3 separate regions of the Mus musculus genome follow, and all the other regions are linked to region 3. Evidence: chromatin contacts called from public HiChIP or PLAC-seq data. All regions are on one chromosome and are shown on one strand. Each heading gives the region's core, a stretch centred on a gene start, on an enhancer-like site or on the middle of the called end of the contact. The rest is flanking DNA. Distances are from core to core; before and after follow the strand shown.

Region 1 (4,192 bases), core at 472-2,971, 230 kb after region 3:
AGGCTGTGATGGTATTCATCGGGGCCTGGAGGGAATCCAGCACAGGGCAGCCCTGGAGTTGGCCAGAGAACCAGAGACAATGGCTCCTTCTCTTTCCTCACCCATCCAGCACACAGCCTGAGGTTGATTTGAAACTGTGATTTATGCTCAGTAACTTCATCTAATTAGGGCTGGCAAAACCGAGATGGCCGGACTGACTCTTTTGAAAGAACTTGATAAAGAATTCAGCATCTTTAAAAAAAAAGAAAGAAAGAAAGAAAGAAAGAAAGAACTGAGAGTCTCACATTAATCTTAATATTCATTTGTGTTGAGAGGAGTATAAGGAAGTAGCTGATGAAAGAAGTGGAAGAGAGAGCAGGAAGTACTCATTCTTTGAAAACAGATGATCTGTCAAACATCCTTCTGCCTGCAATAGCCCAAGGTCTATTTACAGGAACAGCACCAACTACCAGGGCCATCAGAGTCCTTAGTGAGCTAGCAAAACCAAAACCAAACACCAACTAGCATATAATTAGGCATACATACACACAGATCCTATGCCTAATTATGTACACATATACACATATATGTATGTGTACCTAATTATATATATATAAGAGTATATGCCTATATATCTCTAATTTCCTTTAAACTATCCCAGTGAAAGAATAAATGATAAGTGTGAAAGAATAAATGATAAGCATTAAGAAACTTTAGAGCATAAACCAAGATATTACATCAGACAAGCACCAGGGCTTATGTCACTGGACTGGGTGTGGACCAGTTTGGGTGTTATGAAATTCACATATGAGTCACTTGTAGTATGACCTGTGCATAAGTCCTGTGCAGGACACTTAGTGAGTTTGAAAAAAAATTAGAAAAATACATATTATAAGTTTAAACCCCATAGATAGTTTTAAGCAATATTGCTTCAGTTCTCACTTGTAACCTGAGAGCTCTTATTGCTAATCTGGGATGAGGAAGTTGACAGGGAGCCTGCGGACACACCCAAAGTTGTACATGTAAAGTGAAAAGAAACTGGATGTCATTACAGGAGGTGCACACTCAAGATGGAAAGGTTCCAAGTTGCCCTGGACACTCTAGATGCAATCTTAGCTAGTTTACTTCTGTCATTGTTTCATTCCTTAGAGTAACCCGGAGTCACTAATGTCTCGTAAGCTGTAAGCACTAAACACTATCAGTGGGCACTGAGTGAGTTGTTCTAACTACAAGGCAGGAACTGCCGTGAGGATGGGCAGCTGAGGCTTTCTGAAGGAGATGCAATGGGCAGCGTCTACGCGAAGGCTGGTGGGCTTGCTGTCTCGGTGGGTGTAGAAATGAAGCCTCGAGCTGAGAATATTGCTGGTCACTTATAATTCCTGTACTTGGGAGTCCCTGGAGAATGAGCATAAGTTCTAGGGCATCCTAAACTACACAGCAAGGTCCTTGTCCCAGACAAGCAAACAAATGGATCTGAGATGTATTTGGTGGACTCTCTACTTCTCTCCATTCAGTTAAGACAGCAAGGTCATCCAAAGGCCCAACCAGAAACCTTGGGTCACCCGGACTCTTTTCTTTTTCCTTGTTCCCAATACTCTGTCACTCTCTGGGCCCTAAGTCTCATTATTCTGACTTTTTATTTGTTCACATTTTGTCCCTTGCGCAGGACTTTTGCAACCACTTCCTAAATGGTCACCCCACCCCAGGCTCTTCCCCATTCTCTTTCTTTCAAAATTGAAAATCTAGTAGCCTTACTGCTCTGTTTGAGACCATAAAATGGCTCTCAGTTTCACTTCTAAACTGAAGCAGTACCTTAGCTGCATCGATGGCCGTTCATGGCAGCCCCCATCACACAACCCCTTTACCGTCAAGAGTTTGTTTGTAATCTTGTTTATTTTTTACTTGGTGACCCCCAGGAATGTGCCATGCTACCCCAGGCCTCTGTGCCCTAGCGTCTGCCATTCTTTGTGCCCACGGTGTCCTCCCCTCTCACACCTGTCTGGCCTGGCCACCTGTAGGAGATTTTTATTTCTGCTTTTATGGATTACCACGGTCTCGGTGGCTCAAAAGTAATTGAACATCGTATTCTTCAGCAATTAGAAGCCTGAAATGACTGGGCTGAAGCCCAGGCCTCAGAGGAACTACTCACCCTCCAGGAGTCCTGCAGAAAATCTGTTCACTATTTTCTCGTTTTAGTGAGAGACTGCCCCTACTCTTTGCCTTCTTCTAATAAATAGCTCCACCTTTCTATCACTTCACAGTTCTTCTCTTCTCTCATTCCTGCCTCCTTTAAAAAAAAAAAAAAAAAAAAGACCCCATCAGGACCATGCAAATAGTCTAAGCTTCCAATCTGCCTTGAATTTGTCGCATCTGAAAAGTCCCCAGTGCCCAATAACCTTACATTTATGGATTTAGAGTGGTGACTTGTGTGGGAAGCCATTACCCAAACGTCCAACTCCAACCGAGCTCCAGCTCAGCTAGGATGACTTCCCTCTGCAGCACACTGTCTGGATGTGCCTCCTCGGAGCTGTCACCTTCGTGCCACCATGCTCCGCTCACCATGCGTGCTTGCTTTGAAAGCAGCTCTTCTTTCTCTACTGTGCTTTAGCTTCCTGAGGCGCAGCTTCTTTGCCTTCCTCCCCCTGCCTGTACCTAGCTCATTAAGACACACACTAAGTGTGAGCTAACTTTATTTATCAAAAGTCAAAGAGCCAGGCACCGAGATGATTTCCGTGTAACTTCGGCATGGAGATTTAGTTAATGACTAAAGCTGTAATAGTTTTAGGTGGTAGTGCAGGCCTTTAATGAAGCTTGAAGGTGGCAGAAGCAGGTGGATTTCTGTGAGTTTAAGGCCAGTGTGGTCTACATAGGGTGTTCTAGGCCAACCAGGGCTAAATAGCAAGTCCCTGCCTATAAATAAATAAATAAATAAATAAATAAGAGTTAGTGATAAAACTCTTTTTCTCTTATATACCCTTTATAATCTTCTCAAGGCGGAGTCAGTCACTTTCTCATTTGGGTCACAAAGGCGTCACATATTCGTCGACATTCCATGCCTTCCTTTGTGTTTTGCTTTGCTACATTGTATTCTGTCCAGAGAATGAATGGGTCCAAACCCACTAGCTCTAGAGTTAGGCAATTAACAAGAAAGGCCCCTGGATCTAACCAGGAAGCAATCCTAGGGTTCCAGGAAGCATAGCTTTGGGAAGGTTACCTCTGGTCCTTGGGTCTACTTCTGTTTCTAAATATGTTACTCGAATAAAGGAAAACCAGAGTTCCCATGGGATCCTGCTGCTTAACTGCCTGGTGAGGTTGACCCTAGCTAGCCACTTCTATGTTGGGGTTTTTGTGTGATACAAAGGGGTTCAAAGTTCGGGGAGGTAGGAACAGCTCTCAGGGAGACCCCCTTTCTTAAGCTGAGACTTTCGTTATGGGGCACAATCTGGCTGTTCAAACTTCTTAGCATCAAAAATAAAGTATAAAGCTTCAGAGCTAATAGCAATTTTTCTTCCATAGGATGTTTTTGGATGGGGTGAGGGGGTTCTCTGATCGAAAGGATGAAAGCTCTCCTCTGCCAGCCTTGAACTTGGCTCTACTGTCTTTCATTAACACTGTCTTCAGCCTCATATTTAACCTATGATCTGCCTGGCTAACCTTTGTAGCCAGTTGTCTGTCATAACCTACATAAGCTGTCAGTCTTACCTCCATAAACTCCTACATCTGCCATTCTCATGGATTTTTCCCCCCAGAGAATTTTGCCTATGGTATCGTTCTATCATTTGCACATGCAGTTCTGTACTCTACAGACATCAGATATGTGAGGTGTTCCCCACCAAGAGTGAGGATGGCTCCTGAGGAATAAATTAATTGAAAGATTGTATAATGTTCATATATACACGTGCATTCACATAGACCATCAGCATAATATAGCTGTGGAAAGCTGATCCTGCTGTTCCAATCTGCTTCAGAGGTTCGAGAACTGGGAACTCTTCCCCCTCCCTCCCCCCCTCCCATGGGGCGGGGGGGCGGGGGGGGGGGGACGGGGACACTGTCCCAGCTCCAGGAGAGAATATTCACCCTTCCCCCACCTGTGTGTTTTACTGAAGTTTTTGCTGGGTTGATGATGCTGATGGGTGGGAACAGAGAGCACCAAAGCCATTGTAGTCCTATTCCAGAAACACAGACACACCCTAAATCAGTGAGTTTTCTGACT
Region 2 (4,296 bases), core at 1,506-4,005, 170 kb after region 3:
TCTCCTGGGCATGGAATAAGTCGCCCGATCCCTAACCTCAACTCTCTTTGGCTCTCCTCAGGCTTTGTTTATTCATAGCTACCTTTCACCCACACCCCCTCCACCCCAGTTGGGGTTAGTGTGAAAGGGAGTCGGATGAGCTAATGAGCTGTGTTTTTTCGCTGTTTCTAATGGCGCTTGTCTTCTGTAATGGCATTGCCTCACAGCAGATTCAGAGCGCTTTCCCTAGGAATGGTGAGGACACCACCTTACCTGGATGGTGAAATCCAGCGAACACATCAGCCTTTATCTTTCCTCTGGGCAGCGTTGGATGCTGATGACCACATCTGCCTTGACGCACTCACTGTTTTCCTTTGATTTCCATGCACTGCTTTGCTTTGCTTTGCTTTGTTTTTGTTGTTTTCCACCTTAGCCATGGCTCATCCGCATCCTTTGCAAGTTTCTCTTCCCTTATAAGCTCCTGCAGTGTTGCTGCTAGAGATCCTGTACTGTACCAGCCGTTTTACTTCATATCTTCAAGGGAAGTCTAGCCCTCCCATAGCACTATGAGATCTATATATCAATAGTAGCTTCCCCAGAATTCCACATCTATATATTCAGTTTCCACACAGAACCCCACTTGGGAATTCTGAAACCTTATTAGCCAACTCACTCCCCCAAAGCTATTCTTCCTGTAGTGCTTGTCACCCCAGTATATGCTATATGCCAGCTTACCTAGTAGCCTGGGACTCACCCTTGATTACTCTCCAAATCCCATCAGCACCACATTCAGTAAGACATCCTCCTTGAGCACCCACATCTCCCACTGTTGCCGTCGCCATCTGGTCTGTGTGTGCACTGTCTGCACGCACTTGGGGTTCTACCTTCTGTCAGCCTCTTGCCTGCTGTTTTTCTCTGCTTGCTTTCTATCGGCCATCAAGATGTCGTTCCCATAACTGATAAATCCATGTCTTGTTTATAGCCCTTTGGCTTTAAAGTGACCTCTAGATCTTGTCTGAGGTTAACAGCTCATAGCTCTTCAGCAGCAGGGCTGTGCCACAGCCAGACTACACCCTGCTTCCTCTTCTAGATCTCCACAAATGCACTTTCCTTTCCCTGACACATTCTACCGCAGGGCCTCAAATGTATCCAGACTGAGTTCTAACCTCACAATGGCATTGATCTGGATCAGAACTGAACCTGGACGCTGAATTTTTAAATAACTCTATGTTAAGATCATAATTTAAACTGGGTATGTTGATATATGCCAGTAAGTCCAGTCGCTGAGAGGCAGGGGTTTTGCTGGATTGCAGCTAACATAAGCAAATCTTGACTCAAAAAAGGAAAAGGAAAGGAACCCCCCACTATAATGCACATGAACATGTATTTAACCAGGTTCACTCGGGATTGATGTTAGCACAGCTGAATGCAGCCAGGGAGGAGGTGACTTTGAAGTACACTCGAAGGCATCCTTGTTCCTCAGCACGGCATTTTATCTTGGGAATTGTTCTTCTTTCCAGCTAGCTTCTACCCCTCTGCTTACCTCCCTACCCTCACCCCTGTCGTCCCACACTTAGCCCTACATGGATCCAGTTTGCATGCTGTGGTAGCTGCTGTGAGGCTGCGGTTTATTAGGCTCAGACTGCAACAGGAAGGCATTGAATCGAAAGCAGAGGGGAGGAAGCACAAACCGATACCCACCACAAAGCTGCTGAGTGCCCGGCGTGACCCAAGACGCACCCTCTGGTGAGGGAGCAAGAAGCCACAGGGTTTAATAAATCATCACCTTCATCTACTTCCCTCACAGCCTTCCTGGGTCACCGCAGCATAGAGACAAAAAGCCACTGGTGGGGGGCAGGGGGGGCGGAGAAATGGCGACATGGTTAAGATCACTGACTGCTCTTGCAGTCCACATAGTGGTACACAACCATCTGTAATGTGTGTGTGTGTGTGTGTGAGAGAGAGAGAGAGAGAGAGAGAGAGAGAGAGAGAGAGAGAGAGACCCTTATACACATAAAATAATTTTTTTTAAAAAGAAAAGGCACCAGAGATATAGAGACTAAGGGAAGGTTTCAGAAGCAAATGGCTGTGGACCAACTATTCATTGCTAATGCCTTATTCTAGCCCAGCTCTGAGTTCAGGCCAGCCCCGAGGATGAAAATCTGGGGAGGGTATTGGTTAATCGCTCTCAGCCTGTGCTGATTCCCACGTCCTTGGTAAACCTTCGCTGTCTGTCTACCTGAAACGCTGTTTGTAGTGATGCAGACTCTTTGTATCTATCGGGTTTCCTGACTAACGGGAACTCCCATGTTCCATGTGCGTGCTATACCCTGTGTCCTAGGTGAGAACGCTTATTTCCCGGTCCCTCCTTCAGTGGGGAGAGAAGAGAAATGGGAGGATCAAAAACATTTTGCGTCTGATTTTACCACAGCCTACCTATGTGTATTTCTTCCCCTTACTATCAAAAGTGATAATCCCAAAGCCTGGAGTATATGGCAGGGCGTGAAAGGTATGGAATGCATACTTTAAGCACCAGGAAGGCTGGGAAATCCCCAGGGTGCACAGCACAGCGTCTTAGAATTCACCTCCCTGGCTACCTCAGAATCCGGGAGGGGAGAGCCGGCCCCTGCTTTTGAAGAGTCAGAACTCAGAGAATCTTTCCTCCACCTTCTCAGTGTGGAGGAAAGGATGCTTTGCTTGGCTAGAAGTAGGCTCTTGGGTCTTCACAGGGTGCCAAGCTCACACTTCAGAGAACAGAACAGGAAGTGCTGTTCACGCAGCTGGGAGGAGGGCTTGCTTGAGCCTGAGCCTGTTAAGTTCCCCTCTCACCCTTTGACCCAACCAGGGCTGACTGGAGGCTCACTGGGGAAGAGATGAGATGTGCCCTGGGGTCTCGCTCGTCCCTTAGCTCAAAGCATGTTTAGCTTTCGGCTTCTGACCCAGCTCTGCCAAGACCCAGCTCAATGCTGAAACTAAAATGGAGGCATCTGGGACATAACATAGTGGGAGGTCAGGGAGACGTTTTTTGGAGAAATGGGTTTCCTTTTCTGGCATTAGCGTCTTTACAAGTGGTAGAGGTGTCTTGGCTTTAGCAACTTTGACAGCAGTGAGTTAGAAAGGCTCTAATAAGTGAAAGAATGGAGTCTGTAGTCAGGGAAATGTTTGAAATTCCCTTTCCCTTCCTCTTGCTTCCCAACCTCCCTCCTTCTCTCTCCTTATTCCTCATGGCTCTCTTCCTGTCTTCCCACCTTCCTTCCCACCTTCTTCAGGGAAGAGGGGACTGGGACTGGGAGGCACCAATTCAGCAAGCCTCAGTCTGGGCGTGTGCCTAGGGTTTACCCGCATGCTGCAATAGTCGAGTACATCCCTCAGGCGATGTGTAAGAATCATGAGTGCTTCCTCCAAACTGCAGTAGCTGGGTGACTGTATCTGTCACAGATTATGACCAGATGAGTCCATTACGTTCTTCTTTTTTTTTTCTTTTTAAAGATTTATTTATTTATTTATTTATTTATTTAGTATATGTAAGTACACTGTAGCTGTCTTCAGACATTCCAGAAGAGGGAGTCAGATCTCATTACAAATGGTTATGAGCCACCATGTGGTTGCTGGGATTTGAACTCTTCAGAAGAGCAGTCAGTGTTCTTAACCTCTGAGCCATCTCTCCAGCCCCCCATTGCAATCTTTAGAAAAGAAAAATTCATATGGGAACAGAGAATTCCTGGGCTGCTCACGGAGGCAAGGGCTTGGGTGCTGTGCATGAACAATAAAGAATAGATTTCAGTGTTAGTTTTTTAAAGATTTGTTTGGTGTGTGTGTGTGTGTGTGCGTGCATGAGTTGCCAGTAGAGGCCAGAAGAGGGTATTGGATCCACTGGGACTGGTATTACAGGCAGCTATCATCCATCTGATATGAATGCTTGGAACAGAACCCAGGTCCTCTGTAAAAACAGCAGGTATGGAGTTGGAGTGGTGGCTCAGTGGTTAAAAGCACTGTCTGCTCTTCCAAAGCAGCAGGGTTCAATTCCCAGTACTCACATGGCAGCTCAAACTGTCTGTAAGTCCAGTTCCAAGGGATCTGACACTCTCACGCCAGTGCATTTCAAATTAAAAAAAAAAAAAAAAAAAAAAAAAAAAGGCAGCAAGCTCACACTCTTAACTGCTGACTCATCTTTACAATCTCTCTGCATTTTCTTTTATTTTAAATGGGAGGGGCTCTCCTTTCCTCTCTCAACATCTTAACAAGTCACCTCTTACCTAAGGTTTGATGCTCTCATCTGGCAGGAGCAGGGATGGTTGAGTTTCTATTAAAATTAAA
Region 3 (4,324 bases), core at 439-2,938:
AGGGGCCGGTAAACTTAAAACCAGAACCGGCAGGACTCAGTGTAGTTTCTGGGCATACTCAGTCGTAAAGAGCACTGGGTGACCTCTCTCAAACTCCACCTGAAGATCACAATGAGCTAAGACAGTGGGTACCTAAGGAACTCCTGGCTGCATTAAATCCTCCCTCCTCTGCCAGCCCCTTCCTCCTTAGGAAAAGTAAAGAAGCGCTATTCATGCTTTCCTTTTCCTGGACTTTCAAACTTCCCGAAGACCCAACCTTGCAGAGCCTGGGGTTACAGCTGGCTTTAAATACCTTCCTGCAAGGGACTGAGCAGAGGAAGTGAGGGGTTTGGTTACCCCAGTGCTGGTTACTGCTTTGTTTCTGACACTATAAAATACAGAGCGCTGTGGGTGGGGAGCACTACGCAGGCAAACACTTAGTTCTGGCTCCCATTAGTCTTGGTTTATTGAGGAAGTAGTCATACTAGAAGACTATTCATTTCGACAGGTCATATAAAAAAGGCTCTTGGCAGAGATGAAATTTATTTAGATCTACAAAGGATGAGAGCTTTTGACGCTGGCTATGATGAGTAAGGACTAATGTTCTAGGCCAACCGGAGGAATGGGTAGGGTTAATGGATACAAAATATCGACTTTGTTACTTTTATAAGCAATGTAATCTTATAACTAACAACTGACACTGAAAACCATATTTTTTTTTCTTGTTTTGTTTTGAGACAGGGTCTCATAATCCCAGTCTGGCCTCAAATCCCAGGATCTAGCTTCTCAACTGCTAAGATTACAAGCCTGCATCACTGCACCCAGCTTTGAATCATTGCTAAGAATCAAAAGGGTGCAATGAATTCAAGAAAAACAGGTACAAACAAGGATGTTTTATTACCTTCATAAGCCCACAGCTATTTCTGAATAGCTCATTAAAAGGCTACTTTATGGGCTGGAGAGATGGCTCAGCGGTTAAGAGTGCTAACTGCTCTTCCAAAGGTCCTGAGTTCAAATCCCAGCAACCACATGGTGGCTCACAACCATCTGTAATGAAATCTGATGCCCTCTTCTGGAGTGTCTGAAGACAGCTACAGTGTACTTACGTATAATAAATAAATAAATAAATATTTTTAAAAAGGCTACTTTATCCCTGCTAAGTGAATTGATAAAACAATCTTAAAATTAAAAGGTAAGATGATCAAAGAGGTATTGAGACATAGTCTCAAACATCAACAAATGACAGGAAATGGAAATGATCCACAGAGTTCTGAAAGTTGATGGACTGCACGGAGACTTCTGACAGCATCCTTCAGAAGAGGCTGAACTTCAACGCTTGCTTTGACAAGAAACAGGAGTGAAATGGGCCCTTTCACTCTGGTTATACCTCTCGCTTATCACTATAGCACGTTCACCTTCATTTACTCCCTCGACACAGATGTGTTAAGCACTAAGTAGCAGATACTATGTTGGAGAAAGGAATGCTGCATAGGACAAAGTAACTCCTCTTGAAGATTCTGCAGAGCTTGGGTTTGGTGACTACATGGTAAATATGAAAGAAGGAGTGGAGAGTCCTGTCGCTTAGCAGTTCCTATGCAGTAACACAGGAAACCATGTAGAGAACTGGTGACTGTTACTTTATATCAACTAGAAAGAGTTTCTCCAACTAGAGAGAAGTTCCTCTTGAGACAGTATCTGAATGGACATCGGAAGGAGAAGTAGCCAGCTAGTCGGAAAGAAACAGAACCCAAGCTAGGCAGACAGAAGAGCTGATGGCAAGTGAGCCTGGGAAAGGAAAGGCCTATATGCCCAGAAGGACGCATCCCGGGAGAAAGCCACTGTGAGCTGCCTGTGTAATGTTTCATTTTCTCATAGCTTCACTGAATAAAAGTGAAAAAAAAAAGTGAACTTAATTTTGACAATTTGTCTAAGCAAATATTTCTAAAACATTTAAAACATTACAATGAGGTCAATATAAAAATAAGATTTTTATTTGAGGTCTATTTTATACTCAGAGCACATTTCAACTCAGACTTGCCACATTTCGAGTTTGAAAGAAGGGGGACACAGGCTGGTGGCCGGCCTTATTAGAACACGCTAGACAAAGGGGAGGGGACCAGTGTGACGGGAGGCACAGCCCGGGACCTAACCTCCTGTACAGCAGGGATAGTCAGGCTGGATTCATCTAAACTGGGTAAGAGTGGTCTGCGGTGTTTTATGGTCTTACATTTTGGTTACGGTTTTGGTGCTGCTGAGTGTTGAACCCAGGGCCTTCTGTAGCTATGTTCCCAGCCCTGACTGCGGTGTTTTCTAACAGAAGAGCAATCCGATTTACGTTTTTAGAAGCTCACTGCAGTCGCTCAGTGGTGATGGACAGTTCCCCGGCAGAAGAGAGATTATCAAGAATGCAGGTGGAAAGTGGCTGGATTATAAAGATAGCAGTGGTAGAGATAAGTGGATGAGTCTGGTACAGCTAATATGATGCTGCTCCAGACAACGGGAGGCTGGAGAAGCAAGGTGGATGACTCCCAGAAATACTTGAGACATTTGTTGTGGTGAATACAAGAAGTCTCCCCTGAAGCAATGTGGATTATGTCACACACATACCACAAGAGATGACTGAAATAGATCTTACAATTCAAACAGACAAACAAAACTGTCAGTGATTAATGGAAAAGCTGTGTCTATAAGACCTGGCTTTCTGTTTGCTTGGTGTAAAATCACTCTCTAGTAACCTTATGCTACAAATTAGAAATCTCATCCACAGCAAGCACAATGGAAGACACAACTCTGGGGCTGGAGATAGAGCTGAGCTGTAAGGGCATGTTTACCTAGCATGTCCAAGACCGCAGGCTCAGTCCCTAATCTCTAGTGCTGGGTATCAGGGAACAGTTTCAACATTAAACCGGCAGGAAGACAGTGCTATTTATTCGCTTTAAATCAGAGTCCTCAGAGCTCTGAAGGGAGCAACAAACTAGCCAGCCGCCCCAATTCTACTTCACATACAAGGAAACAGAAAGCTATAAAAGGTAGGCTAAGCTATTCAAGGCACAAAAAAAAAAAAAAAAAAAAAAAAGGCAAGAATTATCCAGAGAAAACTAAATTGCAGTTGGTGATGCAGCTTTTATTCCTATAAACCCAGGGCTCCCCATAATGTTAGGAACATTTTAGGGATCAAAGGCTTGTGCTTAATGACTAAGACCAATAAAAACAAAACCAAATTAAAATTAGGCCTGACTCCTACCTATCCAATGTTCTAATACTTTAGCAGCTGTCTTAGAAGCAAGATCATTTACTTGTGTATGTGTATATATACATACATGTTTATATTCACATATACATCATTCCTCTACCTATGCATACATAAACACGAGGGCACATAAATGGCAACTCTAAAGCCAAAGAATGCCACAGGCAAGGAATCTGCATCTCATGTGAACCATCTCAACATGAGTCACAGGAAACCTCAGATTCTGTAAATGACTTACTTAAAACATGAGAGGTCTTCATTTCTCCTTTCTTCATAATTTATTCTTTTATTGCAGAGAAAATGCCTTTTCAGAGACCCCCAAAGGGCACTTACTATGTTCTTCTGGATCAGGAATGTGCACTAAGCTCTTGTAAAGTACCAAACACACAAGCTTATGGAATCCCGGACAACCTACAGAGCTCGAGATCAGTGGTCCTTAGTTTAGTAGCATCAGGGTCACTCCCAGACGCTTGGCTTCTAAGGCCATGACTTAAGCATGATGTTCTTTCAGATTAATCGTTTTCAGGTCAGAGTTGGTATGCACGCTTTATCAATCTGGAAAGGAAAGCAGAGCCCAGGCCCAGTGCCGCACAAGGCTAAAAAGCAGAGTTCTTACCTCTGATTAACAGCACTTTCCTGGCATGTTCCTTCCCTTACAATAGTGAGTCACAGATCTCAAACTGCTATCATTTCTATCCTGTTGTTAATCATCAGAGACAAACAAGAACCATCAGCTAGCATAAAATTAAAGGCCCAGCCTACAACTATTATCTAATGTCTACATTTTTCAAAGGGTCTGATCCGCCTAAATAAATGACTAAGGTATTAAATGGGACAAATTCACCATAGTCCCCAAACAGAAGACCTTGACATTGTAAGGTATGAGGCAAAGGTGTGCTCTTTGAATTCAGATACAAAGGAGTCTGGTAGCTCAGAGCTCTTTGTGAACTGCTGTTTACTAAGGGACCACACCCCCCTATCATAGCTTTTCTATCTCAGAGCTGGACAATAAAGAAGGAAATTATTACCCAGCAAGACCTCAAACCTTCCTGCAGATAACCTGAAGAGCCTGGGTCTTTGGGTCTTTCAAGCGTA

The links. HiChIP or PLAC-seq counts read pairs in DNA pulled down with a chosen protein or histone mark.
Region 1: an H3K27ac HiChIP or PLAC-seq map of microglia shows a contact between it and region 3, with 5 times the contacts expected there. The contact joins two enhancer-like sites. A contact is called at or near these places in 2 of 484 Hi-C or Micro-C datasets (Th1 cells and granulocyte-monocyte progenitors) and 2 of 115 datasets of contacts at active chromatin or transcription factors (microglia and pancreatic cancer cells).
Region 2: an H3K27ac HiChIP or PLAC-seq map of microglia shows a contact between it and region 3, with 4 times the contacts expected there. The contact joins two enhancer-like sites. A contact is called at or near these places in 2 of 484 Hi-C or Micro-C datasets (the N1E-115 cell line and Th1 cells), 8 of 115 datasets of contacts at active chromatin or transcription factors (the NIH/3T3 cell line, bone marrow-derived macrophages, effector CD8 T cells and 5 more) and 2 of 9 other capture datasets (adipose tissue and pancreatic islet).

The regions. Positions count from the first base shown.
Region 1 is chr3:97,993,355-97,997,546 of GRCm38.p6, forward strand. No RefSeq gene overlaps it. Among named protein-coding and RNA genes, the nearest start is that of Notch2, 18 kb to the right of the region's middle. Within about 2 kb of position 1,722, at least 81 of the 459 cell types and tissues checked have an H3K27ac peak or open chromatin away from gene starts, as enhancers often do. A contact at or near this core is called in microglia, where this site is marked.
Region 2 is chr3:97,930,691-97,934,986 of GRCm38.p6, forward strand. The region is part of intron 1 of Gm5544 (predicted gene 5544); the gene reads left to right. Among named protein-coding and RNA genes, the nearest start is that of Gm5544, 2.7 kb to the left of the region's middle. Within about 2 kb of position 2,756, at least 135 of the 459 cell types and tissues checked have an H3K27ac peak or open chromatin away from gene starts, as enhancers often do. A contact at or near this core is called in bone marrow-derived macrophages and microglia, where this site is marked.
Region 3 is chr3:97,759,708-97,764,031 of GRCm38.p6, forward strand. All of the region lies in intron 8 of Pde4dip (phosphodiesterase 4D interacting protein (myomegalin)), which reads right to left. Among named protein-coding and RNA genes, the nearest start is that of Gm46816, 14 kb to the left of the region's middle. Within about 2 kb of position 1,689, at least 26 of the 459 cell types and tissues checked have an H3K27ac peak or open chromatin away from gene starts, as enhancers often do. A contact at or near this core is called in bone marrow-derived macrophages and microglia, where this site is marked.